Linked DNA regions of Mus musculus: region 1 is linked to region 2. Evidence: chromatin contacts called from public promoter capture Hi-C data. All regions are on one chromosome and are shown on one strand. The core of a region is the stretch at or near the end of the contact, and the rest is flanking DNA. Distances in the headings are between cores, read along the strand shown. Region 1 holds the start of Slc25a42 (solute carrier family 25, member 42). Region 2 holds the start of Zfp964 (zinc finger protein 964).

Region 1 (6,774 bases), core at 3,870-6,369, 560 kb after region 2:
TCCAGCACCAAAACAACAGACAAATAGTTCTTGTGTGTGTGCATGGGTATGTGCACCATATGCATGCATGCTTGTGTGGGGTGTGTACATGTGTGTCTATGTACATTCATGCATTCATTTACACATGTGTGTCTTTATTAGGTGCCTCACTCAGTCACTCTTCACCCAGAACTTTGCAGGTAAGAGGCAAGAGAAATTAGACATTAAGGCCAATTTCAACTACATAGGTACTTCAAGGTTGGCCTGAGCTACATGAGACCCTGTCTCAAAAATAAATCAGTAAGGGCTGGGTGTGGTTAAGCAAAACTTTATTCCCAGCTCCCGGGAAGCAGAGGCAGTCAGATCTCTATGCATTTGAGGCCAGCCTTGTCTATAGAGAGTTCCAGGCCAGCATGTTTGTGTACCACTTGCACCTGAGGAAGCGAGAAGACAGTATCAGATCCCCGAGGAACTGGAGTTACAGATGGTTGTGAGGCACCATTTGGGTGCAGTGGTTCTGAACTAGTGGCTCATGATTCTTGGGGTTTACGTATCAGATACCCTGCATAGCAGATATTTACATTACAGTCTATAACGGTAGCAAGGTTACAGTTAGGAAGCTGCAAGAACATGAGGACTGTATTAAAGGGTCGCAGCAAGGGAAGGTTGAGAACTGCACTTCTCCCATTGGCAAAGAGCCTGACATGTTAAGCTGGGCTGGGAGGCCAGCAAGTCCCAGGGATTCACTGGTCTCCACCTCCCCACCCTGGGTTCCAGACTTTTCTCTTAAATAGGCTCTATGGCTTGAACTACCTTTGCACAATAAGCATTGTAGTCAGCCATCTTCCCAGCCTCACTGTTGTTTTTCTTGGGGTGCCTTACCCTAAAATATCAAGACCCGAGTTGGAGTACTGTTCGGGGTCAGAGCACTTGGCAAACATAGGTGATTTTCAACTTCTGTGTGTAGAGAGAAACCAATCCCAGCACCCACACCCCAGGACAACAGCTCATACCCTGACTCCTCTGATTTTTCTTAGCATTTTTCAGAGAGGGACTGTGAGATGCCCTGACCTTTTACCTCACTGTGGAAAAGGATCCAAAGTCTGTTGTGAGGCCTGCTTCCTGAGCCAGGACATTGACGGGGACAGATCAAAGGCTTTCAGCACTGCTGCTAACCTGCCACAGGGGCAAGCCTGAGTCCTTAATCCTGTCTGAACTGGCTACTGGAGGAAGCAGGCCTTCCACCTTCTCCCTGAGAGAACAATGGCCAGTTAGTCTCCTTGGCCTGGCCCTGGCAGCTGAACCTAGTCATAAAGACAGGGGGTGCTGAGGGGCTGCCCTGGCCCACTCATGCACATCCCCACTGGCTACTTTAGAGGCAACAGCTTAAAGAGTCACCAGTGAGGGATCTGCTACTCATCTGGCCTCACCACAGCAAGAGCCTATGCAGATCCCATAGTTAGCTATGACCATCTTGCTATTTATTTATTTATTTATTTATTTATTTAAGTACACTGTTCAGACACACCAGCCAACTTATGATAAACAACATTTAATTGGGGCTGAGTTACAGGTTCAGAGGTTCAGTCCATCATCATCAAGACAGGGGCATGGCAGCCTCCAGGCAGACTTGGGGTTGAAGAAGCTGAGAGTTCTACCTCTTCATCCAAAGGCAGACAGGAGAAAACTGGCTTCTGGGCATCTAGGACACTGGTCTTAAAGCCCACGTCCACAGTGACACACTTCCTCCATCAAGATGACACCTCCAAATGGTACATTCACTGAGCCAAGCCTATTTAAACAACCACAGCTACCATGTTGCTGCTGGGAATTGATTTCAGGACCTCTGGAAGAGCAGTCAGTGCTCTTAACTGCTGAGCCATCTCTCCAGCCCAATCTTGCTATTTTTTTTTGGGGGGGGGGTTGTTAGAGGGGTCTTGAGACAGGGTTTCTGTGTAGCCCTGGCTGTCCTGGAACTCACTCTGTACACCAAGCTGGCCATGAACTTAGAAATCCACCTGCCTCTGCCTCCCAAGTGCTGGGATTAAAGGCATGTGCCACCACACCCAGCCCAATCTTGCTATTTTTAATATCTGGGGGTTTTTTTTGTTTTCACTTTGCTTGACACAGGGTCTCAAGTAATCTGAAAAGACCTTGAATTTTCTGTGTCGCTAAAAATGACCTTGAACTCTTATACTCCTGTCTCCTCCTTCTAAATGCTAAGATGGTAGTGGGCATAAAACAGGCACTTCTGGGGAGTTTTGGTTGTTTTGTTTTATTGAAACAAGGTCTTGCTGTAGAGTCCAAGCTGGCTTCAATATTGTCTCAGCTTCCCTTATCTGGGACTGTAAGCCTTACCACTATACTCATGTGATTATAACTATTTTTCTTATTGTTCTGTTCTAATAGGATCTTGCTATGTATTGCAGGCTGGCCTTGAACAGTCTCTCTGGTACTAGGATCAAAGGAGTGCACAGCATGCCTGAAAATATTGATTTATTGGAAATAGTCTTACTATGTAGCCTTGGTTTTTCTAAAACTCACTGCATAGACCAGGCTAGCCTAAAACTCACAAAGATCTTCCTGCCTCTATCTTTCAAGGGCTAGAATTAAATACACCATTGCTGGCACATAATGATTTTTTTTAAACTACCTGTATCACTTATATCATCAAAATCTAATTTTATGTACACGTTATATATGTGTGTGTAAAAGAATGTGTACAGAGAGGCTGAGCAGATGGTTCAGGAGGTAAGAGCTCTTGCTGCAGACAAGCATGAAAACCCAAGTTCAAATCTCCAGCACCCACGTAAAAAGCCAGGCATGGTTGCTGAAGCAACACCAGACATCCTTCCCTGGCCTCTGTGTGTCTGTGTGCCTTATTCACATACAGTAAACTCATAGACATACATACATGCACACAGCTCACATAACCATATATATAAGTACACATATATTATATACACATATAATTTTCTTTTTCAAGGCTGGGGTGAAACCAAAGGCTTTGAAAATACTAAGGAAGTATTCTACTACTGAGTGTACCCCATGACCTTGCTTGAAATCAAATGGAAAGTCCCAAAGGCTACAGTTTCCACAGGAGAAGCTGAAGGTGACATGAGCAGGAGGAACATTCTGGCACTATCCTCAGTGAAGGGAGAGACCACTGAGAGTGACAGCACTGGGACAGCCTTACAGGAAATAAGACCTTTATTGATTTTTCATAACAAAGCCACTGTCCTCCTACACACATGGAAATTAGACTTAGAACTAAAAAACTGCCAGAAAAACCTTCCTCCCCAGTTCAGGCCCCCACCTTTTTGCACTGACGCTTTAAGCAGTTGAAACATTAGCTCTCCCAACTCTGAGAAGTATTTCCTTACTGTTGAACAGCAGCAAGGAACTCGGGCAGGTCACGGAGAAGGCCTGGTCCGACCGCAACCAACAGCGCCCCAGATGTTTAGCAGCCCACCAATCCAGCCTGCCTCCACACCCTCCAAAGCCTGGAGACACAAGCTCAGGCAGCCACCTAGGGGCTGTCCCTTCCAGCTAAGCATTTCCGGATTCATCAGTCACGACTTGGGAGAAATGCCTGGGAATGGGGTGGAGTATGGTGGGGGCTCCCTTCCTCCACTAACTCAAGAGACAGAAACACCAGTAAGCAGCCTTTGACAGGAGCTGGCTCACAGACAAGGCTCAAGGGGGCCAGGCAGAGCCTGCTGCAGCGTTTGAGGGCTTCAGACTTCTGGTTGGTGAACTGGGATGCTCTGAGCATCAGGCTGAGGAGATTATTCTAAGTCCAGAAATGACTCAAAAGCTGTCCAGCCCTGAGATTTTTGTTTGTTATTGGTCTTTGAGACAGGGCCTCTGAGTAGCCCAGGCTGGACATGAACTCCAGATCCCCCTGCTGAGATGATAAGTGTGTACCCCCACACCTGGTTTCTCTGGTGCTAGGAATGGAACCCCCAACTTCAAACAAGCACTCTACCAACTCCACTCCCGTCTATGCACTGTTTGCTCATTAGTTTTCTTTCCTTTCTTTTTGTGAAACAAGGTCTTAAACAGACCAGGCTACTCAAATTCACTGTGTGTAGCCAAGGTAACCTTGAACTTCTGATCCTACCTCTACCTGTTCAGTGCACAGATGACTCATAACATCATGCTGTGTCAAGAAGTGATTTTATATGCATATACATATACATATTGTGGTGTGTGTGTGTGTGTGTGTGTGTGTGTGTGTATTTACGTGTGTGCCACAGAGCCCATGTAGAGATCAGAGGACAACTTTTGGCAGTTCCCAAAAACTCAGTTTGCTGAGCCATCTCACCTGACCTCAAGCACTCTTTATAAAAGTTCAAGGACAACCTGGGTTACAGTGCAAGACTTTGACTCCAAAACTAATCAATAAATAAATACAATAAAATGAAATGCTAGAAATAAATTTAAAAGCCCTGTTAAAGCAATAACAGACCAGGTGGTACCCCACACTTTTAATCCTGGCACTTGGGAGGCAGGGGCAGGGAGATCTCTGTGAGTTCCAGACCAGCTGGCTCTACACAGTGAAACACGGTTTCCAAAACCAAGCCACCACTCGCACTACACGGGGGACGAAAATAAAAAATTTAAAACCACAAGTTAGGTGGACTTTGCTTTGGGAGTGAAGCGATGGTTGCGCGACAGGGACGGGGAGAGGCACGCAGGTGCACGTGTGTAGCAGCCGCGTCCGGGTGGCACCCGAAGCTTGCACCCGAAGCGTCCACCCGGGTTCCAAAGGAAGGACACGCAGCGGGCTGAGGAAGATCAGGTCTGCGAGGCACGCATGTTGGGTGCGTAAGCGGCCACCTTGGCCTCACAGGGGTTGTCACTCTCAGGGCAGCTCGGTGTGAAATTAGGGTTCGGCCTGGCCGTGGGGACCCCGAGGACGCGCGAAACACAGGGTGTGTGAGGGGATCTGTCACCTCTCCACGCTCGCGACACTGCTGTCACAACGAAACGGCCCCATGCCGCGCTTCCTCCCAGCCCGGGCCGCGAGAACCCCGCCACCCCGCGTCGCCCCTTGGCGCCTGCACTCCTTGGGTCGCGCTCACCTGCCCGGACGCGTCGCCGCTGCTGCCGCTACTGCCTCAGCCGCCTCAGCCGCTGCAGCCCCGCCTCGCGCGGGCCCTAAGCTCGAGGCCGGGAGGGGCCCAGGCCCTGCCGCCATTGGTCACGCCCTGTCCAATCAGCGCTGGAGACGGCAAGAATTGGTAAGCATGGCACAGACGGGCATCCTTTTTAACCAATCGCTAAAGGAAGGGGCGAGGCTACATGGAGGGGCGGCCCTGGTTCTTCTGAGCGTTCTACACCGGGTACAAGGCGGAGAGGCCTGGTGGGGGGCGTTCAAGAATTGGAACCCGCAGAAAATGGGCAGAGCTTCCGGCCAATTGCCAAGGGGTATAGGCGGAGCTAAGAGGAAAGGCGGCTCTTGGTTTCTGAGAATTCGGGGCACAAGGAGACAGAAGCGAGGATTGGATTCTGCAGAAAACAAGCAACGCTTTGGGCCAATAACTGAAGGGAGGGGGCGGGGCCTGGAAACAGCCCTCTTAGCCAATCGCTGAAGAGCAAGGTCAGCGCTCTGAGTAAGCTGGCGCGCTGGGCAAGGGCGAAGCTCGAGGATCGGAGGGTGTAGCCCGGAGGGCAACGATGATTGACTGCGACACTAAAGATGTACAGGTCCTGGGACCAATCGCAGAAGCTGTAGGCGGTGCATCTTCCAGGGGTGGGCGCGCTAGGTACAGACCATAACTATCTTGTCTGCCCTGGATGATCTAGTATGTTCCGCGCAGACTCCTCAGGTTCCCATGGCGCTCAGAAGCTTTACTCTTTCCTGAATTTAGACTTTGACAGTTGAAACACTCTTGGTTAATTCTCAGCCCGTCCCTCCTTTACTGTTCCCCTGCCGATGATACAAAGGGCAGAAACTCAGATCACTCAGCCTTCCTCTGCTACTTGAGTTCATGTGCAAAACATGGGAAGCAAAAGTGCAATCCTGCTGACGTGATCTGACTTTCAGAAAGTGACGTCTCTGGGTCCAAGCTTTATCCTTTACGAGATCTTATGACATCCCTGTGTTTGTGGTAACTGGTGAATTAACCAAACAATAAATACAACCACATGTCAAAGGGAACACAGAGAGGTCAAGCTCTTTGACCAAGGTTACAGAGCACTTTAGCTGTTCAATTTGTATATTGAAGCTCTGAACCCCCTCAGAAAGGGTAGTAAGACAGTGGGGAACGGAGTGACCTGAGTTACTCAGTCTGCTCAAGCCTTGGACAGAGCAATCCTTAGGTTCAATCTTGCCTCCCTGACCCCTTTGTGGAAACAGAAGGAGCCAGCAAGATGGCTCAATGGGTAAATGTTAATCCTACAGATTCAAGGAGAAAGACCACCGACCCAAATCATGGCCAAGAAAATTAAAGCAAGCAATTAATTAAAGCAAGCTTGTGTACATGGGATGTCTCTTCCTAAAAACCAGACATCAATCAACATTGAAAGTGGGGAAAATACATTTGTTTTATTTGTTTTTGTTTTGAGACAGTGTCTCACTATGGAGCCCGGGTTGTCCTGGAACTCACTATGTAGACTAGACGTGCCTCAAAAACACAGTGATCTAACTGCCTCTGCCTCCCAATTGCAGGGATTCAAAGGAGAATGCCACTAGTTGGGTTAGAAGATTAGGTCTTTACAACTCAGGGTAGGGGTTTTCCAAATGAGGATCTGGCAGGCAAATAGGGTTACAGACGCAGAACATAGGGT
Region 2 (6,441 bases), core at 3,226-5,725:
AGAAACTCTAAACTAAGACAACATGTGTTATCTATTTCAACTTTTAATATCTGATATGTTTTATTTATTTAGAAGTTTTCTCAAGACAGGATCTCAGCTAGCCCCTACTGATCTCAAACATGCTATGTAGCAATAGCTGATCTTGAACTATGGTTCTTTTGCTTCTGCCTCCTGTGTTCTGGGATTAGGTAACATCGATCTTGGCATGTGTTTTTGGTTTTACATTGAAATGTGCAGCTTGAGAGGTTAGGGATGAGCAATCAGTTAGCTATAGAAGATGTATGGGTTAGATACAGATGTGTGGGGGTTTGAGTGAGAATGACCCCCACAGGCTCATACTGAGGACTTGCTCCCCAGTTGGTGGCACTGTTCTGGACAGACTGGGAGGTGTGGACTTCCAGTGCACTCTTTGCCTCTTGCCTGTCTTTCAAGATGTGAGCTCTAGCTGCTCCCCAGACACCTGCTGCTGCTGCTCCACCATCTGCCGCTCTAACCCTCTGAAATCATAAGCCCCAAATAAACACTTTTCTTCTATAAGTTGCCTTGGTCCCACTGTCTTCCCAGCAACAGAAAAGTAACTAAAATAGATGTTGACTCATGAAAGCAGCCAAGTCAACACTACCCCTCAGGAATTAGCTCTGTTAGAAAGGGCCTGAAGCCCATGGTCTGGCCTTGATGTGGAAGAGCACGGGAGAGAAACAATACAATTTATGTGAGAGACATCAGGAATGGGAGCCTTACAGGAAAGAAGAGGCTTCTCTTTAAATCCAGAAAGGAGACAGGAATACTGGCACACCTTTAATCTAAGCACTCTGAAGTCGGAGGCAGAAGGGTATCTGTGAGTTCTAAGCGATCCAGGGCTAAAGTTTGATCCTTAGTTTGCCTTCTATTGCTGTGCTAAAACAACAGGACCAAAAGCAGCTTGGGGAGGAAAGGGTTTATTTCAGCTTACACCTACAATCCATCATGGAGGGAAGTTAGGGAAGACATTCAAGGCAGGAACCTGGAGGCAGGAGCTGAAGCATAGGCAATGGAGATATGGCTGCTTTCTTCTAGAACACAGGACCAGGGGTACTGTACTGGCTAGTTTTGTGTGTCAACTTGACACAGCTGGAGTTATCACAAAGAAAGGAGATTCAGTTGGGGAAATGCCTCCATGACATCCAGCTGTAAGGCATTTTCTCAATTAGTGATCAAGCGGGGAGGTCCCCTTGTGGGTGGCACCATCTCTGGGCTGGTAGTCTTGGGTTCTATAAGAGAGCAGGCTGAGCAAGCCAGGGGAAGCAAGCCAGTAAAGAACATTCCTCCAAGACCTCTGCATCAGCTCCTGCTTCCTGACCTGTTTGGGTTCCAGTCCTGACTTCCTTGGTGATGAACAGCAATGTGGAAGAGTAAGCTGAATAAACCCTTTCCTCCCCAAGTGCTTCTTGGTCCTGATGTTTGTGCAGGAATAGAAACCCTGACTAAGACCGGTACCATCTCAGTTAGCTGGGCACATCAGCCATTGATCCAGAAAATACCCTGAGGTCCTCTTCACAGATTACACTAGGTTGTGTCAAGTGGACAAAATGTAACCAAGACACACCCTACTTGGAAAAAGAGAAAACAGGAGGAAAAAAAAAAAGGAAAGGGGTAGTTTAAAGCTAAGATTAAGAGAGATTTCCCCCCTCAATAAGAAGGGTTACTGGGGCTGACGAGATGGCTCAGTGATTAAGAGTGCCAACTGCTCTTCCGAAGGTCCCAAGTTCAAATCCCAGCAACCACATGGTGGCTCACAGCCATCCATAACGAAATCTGATGCCCTCTTCTGGAGTGTCTGAGGACAGCTACAGTGTACTTACATATAATAAAAAAATAAATCTTTTTTAAAAAAAGAAGGGTTACAAAGGGGACTTCAACATCCCTCCAATAAAGAAATATTTAATTTTTGTATATTAAAGAAATATTGGCTTTTGGGTGTCAGCCATTTCAATACTACAAAGTAGAAATGTAAGGGCTCTTTGGAGAGTTTGTTGTATTGGATGGGGTTTTGCTGAGGCAAACACGTGAAGGAGTGTTTTCCTGAAGTGGACACATGTGAAAAGATGCTCTGCTAAAGCAAGCACATGAAAGGACATGTGATGAAGGATTCTTTGCTAACCACACGCATGTATTGGTCCACCTTACATTGTGCAGTTGAGCTGCATTTGTCAGAACTCCATAGAGATAAATGCACCAAAAAACTCCTGGTGATGTGCTGCAGCTTCTTGCCACTTCTGCAGACTTGGGCTGATTGGCAGAGTGATGTTAGCTGAGACAGACATACATGCTGAAGTATGGCATGTGTTTAGGCAAGGCACAAAGAGAACTCATGATGTTTGGAGAGGGTATAAAAGGGACTCAGTGCACAGTGACTGAGGCTGAGCTAGGCTTGCTTATAGAGCTAGCTGTGCATCACGTGTTGGTCTTTTGACTTCTTTGATGATCTTCACTTCGCTGAGAAAAGCACAGCCAAGAACTCTTCCTGGCGTTCCTGCTGGTTGGTCCTTTCTGCTGCCGAGGCTGAGGCCTGGCTGTCTCTGCTAAATAGTACCACCACTGCTGACTCATGTTTGCTATCCCAACTCTATCAAACTGGACTGTTGGTATATCTGTGAAGTGTTTACAAGTGAATCGAGCTGCTGTTGATGACCTGTGAACTGAACTGCAGATTTCCAGACAATGCAGATGGAAGGTTCTCCAAAGAACCTTTCTAAACAGGTCCACTTCTCCTGTATCCTTTCTTTTCCACTACCTCTGGAGGGTGGTGGGCTAGAAGGAAGGCTAAAGCATTTAAGAACCATCATTAAAAATAGGTTTTGAAAAAATTAAAGTTAAACACCACATGATTTAGTCTGAGCTAGCATATGTGATGGTGTGAGACAGTGGTCCTCACCCTTCCTAATGCCATGACCTTTAATAGTTCATCATGATGTGGTGATCCCCCCAACCATAAAATTATTTTCTTGGCTACTGTATAAACTATAATTTTGCTACTACTGTGAATCATAATGTAAATATGTGTTTTCTGATGATCTGATGACACACAGGTCAAGAACCACTGAATTGGACTGTCATTGTCCATTTCAGTATAAAGTGCATTTAGAGTTCACCAGTTACAGATAAGCAGTAGGTGCTGGGCATGTTTCTTCCAAGCGCTGGCTGGTACCGGCCCATAATGAGACTTGGAGTTACCCATGGTTTACTATGTAACTTAAATCATGATAAGGAAAAGAGGAAGCCTCAAATCCCGAGTTATTCCTTAGATAAGGCTTTGTACCCTAAGCCAGGGAGATGGGAAATTTGAGAAAATAGCAGAACTGGCCTGTGAGAAACAAAGAACAGAAATTTCTCCCCCAGGGGGACTTAAAAAAAAAAATCTTGTGCCAAAATTCACAGCCGTTTTTGCCTTTTCTCTAAGGTTCCGTGTCTCTCTGAAGAACTGAATATTTAAAACGCCTTCATTTTTCTCCAGTCGCTTGGAATTTGTTATTATCTTATTTCCAGCTGTGAAGTTGAGCACAGAGGACCAGATACTGGACTGAATTATAAGTTAAGAGTTGTAAAATCACAGTACAGATAGCGTCTTAATAACTCTACCAGAAAGAGCTGATGAGGAGCCAGTGTGTTCTGGCCTCTAACAATGACCAGACTTTGTGCAACTTTAACTAGCCCAGATTTTTACAATGTAGACCAGGCTGGCCTAGAACTCACAGAGATCTGTCTTTCGCTGCCAGCAGAATGAGTGCTGGGATTAAGGGGACTTGTACCAACCACCAAGCCCCACTTGACAGACCACTATCAAAAATTTTGGCTTCCGGGCTGGTGAGATGGCTCAGTGGGTAAGAGCACCCGACTGCTCTTCCAGAGTTCAAATCCCAGCAACCACATGGTGGCTCACAACCATCCATGACGGGATCTGACTCCCTCTTCTGGTGTGTCTGAAGACAGCTACAGTGTACTTACATAAAATAATAAATAAATCTTTAAAAAAAATAAAATAAAATAAAAGGAGCCAGGCAGTGGTGGCGCTCACGCCTTAAAAAAAAAAAAATTTTTTTTTGGCTTCCCTGAATAAAAATCCAGGTCCACGGAATACATCATACCCAAGGTCCTATAACAATTCTAGGTCTGAAGCAAGAAATCACTACACTGGACGTTGAGTTGGTAAATGCACTGTGGACACCAACGACCCAAGACCAATAGGAACTAAGCTTTTGAGATCACCGAAGACTAAAGTACCCAGCAAGAAGCAGGCAGGTCTGGCTTTTATGCAAATCTCTCCCGAGCTGAGCGAAGTCGGGCCCTAGCCAATCAGGGCCTCCAGACAAGCCATCCAATCAGGAGCGCCAGGGAGCGGTGGGAGGCGGGCTCCATCGCAATCCCGCTGTGCATTCCGCTGGGAAGCGGAGAAGGCGCAGCGGGTTCGGCCCCCTTCGCTGTGGCCACTGCGGCCCGTAGCTAAGGGGAGCGCGGCCGAGCTCGAAGCCGCGCCATGGTGAGCGCAGGGCCGAAGTCCCCAGAAGGGGAAGAGCGGCCGGCTGAGCCGCGGGAGCCGGGGTGGTGGGTCCTCCTTGGGACTGGGGGAGGGGTGGGTCCAGCGTCTGGGAAAGTTCGGCTTGGTGCGAAGATTAGAGTTTAAAAGGCGAAGCCGCGAGCTCCCCCCGGACGGATTGCGGCTGGCCAGAGGGAGCCAGGCTGGCCCGGAGAGACGAGGGCAGCACGCTGCAGAGCCCAGAGCACCCGCGTGGGCGGGGTCGCTCGGTGCTGAGCTGGTCTGCCCACAGCTCCTTCGACGGCGCAGGTTTCTCCTAGTGCGGGTTGTGACAGCTTAACGTCGCACTCACTTGTAACCCTGCGTGCGGGCTTCACAGTAAACCCGCAGCTGTTGGAGGAGAGGGGACAGCCTGGGCTGCCCCAGGACAAGGGAGAGAAACGTGGAGCGGGACTAGCGAGTAGACGAAGTGGAGGACCCCTGCCGTGCGCTGCAGCTCTCTCCTTCCCCCTCCCTCTCTCCTACTTAAATCAGCCTTATTTATTGGTGTGTGTCCCCGGTGTGTGTGTAGAGTGAGGAAGGTGTAAGGTCACAGGACAACTTTATGGAATGAGTGCTGTCCTTCCGCGATTAACGGATAGAACTCAGGTTGTCACAGAGCCTAGTATAGTTTATTTTTTCTTTTCTTAAAAAATATTTACTCCTTCCCACCCACAGTCTGGAAGTTAGATGCAACAGCTTTGCATAGCATGCTGGGTAAGTGCTCTATTACTCCTTAGGCCTATCTGCAGCTTTATCCTATCTTAATGATAATTGCTTTTAAGTCAGTTTTGAAGTTGTGAATCATGAATCTCTGCTTTGCTCTTTCCCAGGGCTGTACCCGTATTCTAACATCCTTGCAATTCCATGACTTTCCGCAGCAGTTTTCAGTCTGACCAGGTGTTCACTGGTGTTCCTTAGGTGGTGTGACCCTGAGTGTTTCAAGGCGCTTACCATCAAGTGAACAAGGTTTTCCTTTTAGAACTTAGATTCTTGCTGAGCTGGTTGGGAGTCACCTTTCATCCCAGTATTCTGGAGACAGAAGCAGGTGGATCTCTGTAAGTTCTAGGTCAGCCAGGTCTATGTCGTGAGTTCAGGCAAGTCAGGATTACATAGTGAGAACCTATCTCAAAAGGAAGAAAGAAAAAAACAAAATACTTAGGTTCTTGGTTCCTCCGAATCTCTCTGTGGGTGGCATCTTTTGCTGCCAAGCCCAGAGACCTGGGGTTAATCCTTATAAGCCACTTGGTAGAAGGAGAGAATCGAGAACCACAGAATTTCTTTGAACTCCTGTCCCTTCACCTCATACATGCATCATGGCAATGCATAGCCACACATGCACACAGAAAGGAATGGTTTAAAAAAAAAACTGATTTTTTTTAAAGCAAGCTTTGCAGTTTTAAAACTACAACTTTCTTTTTTTGTAGTATTTTTTATTTTATTTTTTTATTTACATTTCAAATACTATCCCCTTTCCTAGTTTCCCCTCTGAAAATCCCCTATCTGCTCCCCTCTCCCCCTGCTCCCCAATGCACTCCCATTCCTGGCCTAGGCATTCCCCTATACTGGGGTGTAGAGCCTTCAAAGGACCAAGGGTCTCTCCTCCCATTGATGAAAGACTAGGCCATCCTCTGCTATATATATAGCTAGAGCCACAAGTTCCACCATGTGTTTTCTTTGATTGGTGGTATAGTTCCAAGGAGCTCTGGGGGTACTGGTTAGTTCATATTGATATTTCTCCTATGGGGCTTCAGACCCCTTCAGCTCCCTGGGTACTTTCTCTGGCTCCTTCATTGGAGACCTTGTCCTCCGTCCAATGGGTGACTGTAAGCATCCACTTCTGTATTTGCTAGGCACTGGCAGAGCCTCACAGGAGACAGCTGTATCAG

The links. Promoter capture Hi-C pulls out the DNA fragments that hold promoters and counts their contacts.
Region 1: a contact with region 2 is called in a promoter capture Hi-C map of pre-B cells, with 3 times the contacts expected there. The contact joins the promoter of Slc25a42 here to the promoter of Zfp964 in region 2. A contact is called at or near these places in 2 of 39 promoter capture datasets (cranial neural crest and pre-B cells).

Annotation. Positions count from the first base shown.
Region 1 is chr8:70,207,162-70,213,935 of GRCm38.p6, forward strand. It overlaps Slc25a42 (solute carrier family 25, member 42), which reads right to left and starts at 5,120. Exons shown (of 8, transcript NM_001007570.2): 1 at 5,067-5,120.
Region 2 is chr8:69,650,081-69,656,521 of GRCm38.p6, forward strand. It overlaps Zfp964 (zinc finger protein 964), which reads left to right and starts at 4,476. Exons shown (of 4, transcript NM_001177527.1): 1 at 4,476-4,516. The coding sequence starts at 4,514.